Linked DNA regions of Arachis hypogaea: region 2 is linked to region 1. Evidence: chromatin contacts called from public Hi-C data. All regions are on one chromosome and are shown on one strand. The core of a region is the stretch at or near the end of the contact, and the rest is flanking DNA. Distances in the headings are between cores, read along the strand shown. Region 1 overlaps LOC112790322 (calcium-transporting ATPase 8, plasma membrane-type). Region 2 holds the start of LOC112790323 (plant intracellular Ras-group-related LRR protein 1).

What was found. Hi-C and Micro-C count contacts between places; a contact is called where the count stands out from the background.
Region 2: a contact with region 1 is called in a Hi-C map of an unstated tissue, with 7 times the contacts expected there. The contact joins the promoter of LOC112790323 here to the enhancer-like site in region 1. A contact is called at or near these places in 2 of 8 Hi-C or Micro-C datasets (leaf and an unstated tissue).

Annotation. Positions count from the first base shown.
Region 1 is chr3:38,694,776-38,697,490 of arahy.Tifrunner.gnm2.J5K5, reverse strand. LOC112790322 (calcium-transporting ATPase 8, plasma membrane-type) reads right to left here. Exons shown (of 37, transcript XM_072232862.1): 34 at 2,411-2,518; 35 at 2,236-2,327; 36 at 1,863-1,981; 37 at 1,154-1,450. The coding sequence ends at 1,873. Among protein-coding and RNA genes, the nearest start is that of LOC140183446, 29 kb to the right of the region's middle. Within about 2 kb of position 1,315, at least 1 of the 3 cell types and tissues checked has open chromatin away from gene starts, as enhancers often do.
Region 2 is chr3:38,806,915-38,809,689 of arahy.Tifrunner.gnm2.J5K5, reverse strand. It overlaps LOC112790323 (plant intracellular Ras-group-related LRR protein 1), which reads right to left and starts at 1,297. Exons shown (of 3, transcript XM_025832658.2): 1 at 789-1,297; 2 at 404-573. The coding sequence starts at 1,055.

The sequences.
Region 1 (2,715 bases), core at 66-2,565:
ATCCAATTACTTAGTCAAATATTTTGATTTGTGAATCTTCTCCCTTTCACACATTTATTTTTGCATATGTATGTTGTGCTGCATTAGGAGATCTTGATGTCAAAAAGTAAGAAAGAAAAATTACTTGGCTCCAAAAATTCTGAACTTAATAAGGTATTGATTTCTATGTTCTAATAGTGTCATCTATGAGACTTCCATTCTTGACCTATTCTACACCAATGTTGCTGGGATGAGAATAGCCTCAAGAAAATCATACTTGTTCCGAATAAGAGAGCAAGTCCATTAGCTTCAACCTCTGATTACATGTCTCTGTAGATATCCCAGAAGAGTCATTTTGTTTACTCATGCTTCTGTTAAATTACTCTTGAAACTATTCCCTTAACTCCCTTTCTCTCTCCCAAAGGGGAAAAAATTAGAGAAAAAAAGCACCGGGGTCAACATCAATAATGGAATGGTGATTGTTTAATTTTAATAAGCGGATGTCTACCAAGATATTTTTGTTCATTATGAACCATCTGCTGATATCTGCCTTTTCATATTCAGAACAGTTTAAAATACTCCACTTATGCAAATTGCATTCAAGTATCTTAAATTGTTAATTTATCAATGTACACAAAAAAAAAAAACAAAAAAAGTTAAGGTTTCACTGAAAAACCAGCTAAAAGAAAACTTACTTGAACCAATTAGTTGAAAAATAGATCTGTTACAGAAAAAAAAAAAAAAAAAAACCTATTCCCCAATTTTTTAAATTTCAAAATCAAAAATAAAAAGAAATTTAGTTGACTTACAAAAGTTAAAACGGATACTATAAATCGGAGTTATATATAAAAAAACTCTCGCAAGGTCTTATAAATCGCAACACCTGTGCATATTTGAAGCTACTGATCACCGGAACCCATATACTAAAATTGTGAGAAGCCAGCAGTAGTAAGACATTGAACCATGCTAGCAAATCCAGTTTTCTTCAGGTATAAGAAAGAATTCATATCTACATGAACCCATACTGCTTCCTAATGGGGATTACAATTCTAAAGTAAGATGAAAATGCGCTGTTTTCCTTGTATATAACATGTTCCAGAAAATTGATGATTATACGTTGTGGCAATAGATCGGAATCAAGTTTTGCGTATATACATATCTTCATCTTATGGAATTGGAGTGAAAATTTATGATGTTTATATATTAAACCAACTGATAATTTTGCCATGTTATAATGTCACAAATTGGGCCTTACTCGTGAACGCAACAACAATGCAAGATACTGAAAGCACTAGAACCATACAATAACAAGTACGAATGACCTAACCAACTTGGGTTGGTCGAGTGGCCAGCTCACTCATCCGCTTCAGCAAGTGTCAAGAGTTAGAATCCCGCCTATGCATGCAGCAACCCATTGACCAGCGACAGGTCCTTAAATGGAGCTCAGATCCGCGACGGATTACTCCTTGACCTGTCGAGTTGAAAGATACCGTGGGCAACCAAAAAAGAAAAACAAGTACGAATGACCTACATGGAATGACCTACATGTAATGTTTTTAATACGACAGAAATTAGGACAAACGATGAAATCGAAAGTATAGTCCATATTTTCATATAATCTCTGCAATTTCTCAATTCTTTGTCAAACCAACAAAGTCGGTAAACAAAAACCAAGGTTAGCTGAAATTCCGTATACTTTGTTAGAGCCTAATTCTAAAGCAACTCCAAGTTTGTATCGAAATTTAACAGGCAAAAACAAATCTAAGACCGGCAAGAAAAAGAAGCGTTTGGCTAAACAGTATGCTATTTTTTTTCTTTAAAAAAAAAATACCAAGCATGTACATCGTCCAATAAGAGAACGATCCGTCTTTAAAACAGCACACCTATATGTTGCTATTGTGAGGCCTCAGGTTCCTTTCTTCGACCCCGAAATCTTGAAAATACGTTGTTGATGGGAGTATCTGGAACTGGTATCAATTTACCAACCACAGCAAGAGGCCAACTGAAAGTGTGGAAAGAGAGAATCAGCAAAGGAAAGACCCTGTTAGCACTTGAGCATAAAGCAAGCCTTGCAGTCATATGTCATATATATTACTGGTGCTAAGCTCCTTTCACCACTTGCTTAGAATAACTTGAATATAGCTAATAGGGTTTAGGAAATTTCTAGCTATAAGTAGGGACGGATCCATTAAGGAAGCAAAACTACAAGCAAAGAGAAAAATACACTCGCGGATCTAGTGCAGATGATCAACTGACCTTATGAACCCAATGATGACAGAGATCAGCCACTGCTTCCAATTAAGCCTGACTGTTGAAGTGAACTTGCCGAGGAATTCAATGATGATGATCTGAAAAACACTAGCAATTTTAGGGTGACCTTGAAAATATTTCATACGAGAGACAAATAACGAGAAGTTAAAATAAGACAAACCTGAAGCACAACAGTTAATCCCACTATACCCATGAAGAGGTAGTTTTTCGTGACTCCACTGAATATGTTAAACTCATCTGGCTTTCGTGCATTGAACTCATTAAAGATCTGCAGTTTTGAACACATTTTTTTAGAATTGAAATAAGATGAGCACACTACAGCAAAGCTACCAAAATGACAACGAATATATGGTGCATGAACTGGGCATGCATTGCCAACCACTAATGCATCACAAGGATTTAGCAGTAATGTAAATAAGAGTGAGTAGCAAGACATCTCAGGAAAATTGCAATAGGCTTTGGTTT
Region 2 (2,775 bases), core at 48-2,547, 110 kb before region 1:
TACTTTTTCATTCAAATTTTATCCATCAATTATTAAACAGTGCGTAGAAAATTCTTCTTCTAATTAATATGCTGAAGACTATATCACATAAAATTAATTATATAAAGCACAATGTAATAGTATAATTTTTTTTATACTGTTACATATAACAAAAGAGAAAAACACCGCCGCTAAAATTAATTATTAGCAGCGAAACATTTGGTGTATTATCTATACATTAAAAGGAAGCAACTATATCAAGTGATTTAATTTAAAAAGGGTAGTATATATGTAGCTAATAAATTGATAAGTTGATAATGATGTATGCGTGCAATGTTCATCCTAATGTTTTTATTGTTATTATTATTATTATTTAATTACTTTAAGTTATATCTAAAATTAGATATATAATATATATAGTTACCTGCAATTTTCAATAGTTTGAGGAAGGGATTGGATGAAGTTGGCAGAGACATTCAAAATCTTAAGCTTAGAGAGGCAACCAATTGAATTTGGGAGGGACCTTAGCTGGTTCGAGTGCACGTCCAACACCGTCAAGTTCAGTAGTCTCGCCGTTAACGACTCCGGAATATTCTATACACATAATAAGAAATAATTCATAAATAAAAAGAATCTTCCATGGTATATATATCTCTCTTTCTCAAATTAACTTTACTTTATATTTTATGAATTTATTAATTTTTGTCTAAATATATTATTTTTAATGAATAAAAAAGTAAAAAGAAAAAAAAAAGGTAATCTTTCAAGAAAAGAATATTTTGTATTGCAATAAATTTCTAAATACGAACCTGGAGATTGTTGTTGGAAAGGTCCAACTTGGAAATGGTAGCTAAATCAAGAGAAGGAATAGGGAGAGACTCCAACGACATGCAGCTCAAGTCAACGGTGCGAAGCTTGTTGTCTTTGTTGTTGTTGCTGTTGTTGTTGTTGTTGTTGGATTCTTTGTTCCTCTCCCTCTTATTCCTTCTTATCATATCCATCTTCATGGTATCCATAGTCATCGTTACTGGTTGCTGATGATGAACCAGATGATTATGTGTGTGTTCGTACATCATACTTAGAAATTTCAATTTACTATGCAATACACAACCCACCCTGAAAAACACGGAGTTTGATTGCAAAGATTTTGAGAGAGAGAGAGAGAAGAGAGAGAAGGAAGGGGAGCTGTTGGAGATGAATTGATGATGATAATGAGACAGTAGTGTGTGCTTCCATATATAAATAGGGGAAATGTTATTTTAACAAAAAAAAAAGTTTATCCTATTACATTAAAGTTTGCAATTCAATTGATGATGATAGCCTTTCATTTTTTTATATATTTAAATATCATTTTCTTGAAAATATCTTGGATTATCAATATATATACTAAACTCCAAAACAGTTATTATTTTAAAACAGAAAATAAAACTATTATTTTCTAATGTTCATTAAAATAATGTACATTAAAAGTTTTGTATATTCTATCAATTTTTATTTATATTATCATGTTTTAATTTTAATATGTTAAGTCTTAGCTATGGTTTACAAATATAATAATTATTCCATCTATTTATGAATAAGACTATTGACTGAGTTCTAATTCATCTTTTTAATGATTTTTTATAATATTTAAAAGAATAAAAAATATACAAATATATATTTTTTTTAAAAACATCAAAATAATAAAAAATTTAAAATTTTTTATTTAAAATTAAAAAGATAACTAAGAGAATGAATTGGAACTTCTAGTTATTTTTTATAATATATTATAAAAAGAAAAATACTAAAGACGACTAATCCTTTTTTATTAATATTAATCAAGATTTAGAATTTAAATTTTAAATTTAAAAATTAGTATAAAAATATATTTATTAATCAAATATTAAAAAATAAAATTGGCGGTCATATGATATTGTTGTTATAAAAACAAGGGCGGGGGTGGACGTGAAAGACTAAGGTGAATGAAAAAAAGGACGTACGGATGGGACGGAATGGAGAAGAAATTATTAGAAATGAGAGCGTAGTGACGTAGTATGGAAGTACATGAACCGTATGAAATGGTAATTAGGGTTTGCGTGCTGTGTTAAGCAACTTTCCCCACTTGATTTATTTTGTCAACTCTCTACTACTACTACGATTTTTTTTTTTTTTTTGGTGACACTACTCCCAATTTGAATGCCAATTACTATTTTATTCGTTAATTGTAGACAAGGAATATGTCCTCACACATGTTTTTTAGTTCTTAGCTTCTTAATTACTTCTATCTCTCCCTATACGACTACTATTATATAACTGTATATAACATATTTGTTTATTAATCTATCCTTTTCCTTATGTAAATAATAATAAAAATAGATAAACACTTTTTTTAGATTTTGACTTGAAATGTTTAGAATAATAATAATAATAATAATAATAATAATAATAATAATAATAATAATAATAATAATAATAATAATAATAATATTTTGTTAAAGAAAATTATGTGAATAGTGTTGCCTTTTTTTTTTTTTTTTGAAGTTTATCAAAGATCTACTATATTATAAAATTACTCATCCAAAAAGTTTAAGCCGATGAAAGAATGTAACATTAATGGTTATATCTCTAACACATAGTTATTGTAAATTCTTTTACGGTTAAGTATGATTTTGGTTCTTAAGGTATAAGTAAAAAAAATTTTTATCTCCAACTTTTTTTTTCATACAAAATCGTCCTTAATATTTAACTTGGTTTTAAAATCGTCTTTTTTACTTAAATTTTAAAATTTTGAACCAAATTATTCCTACTAAAAAATTA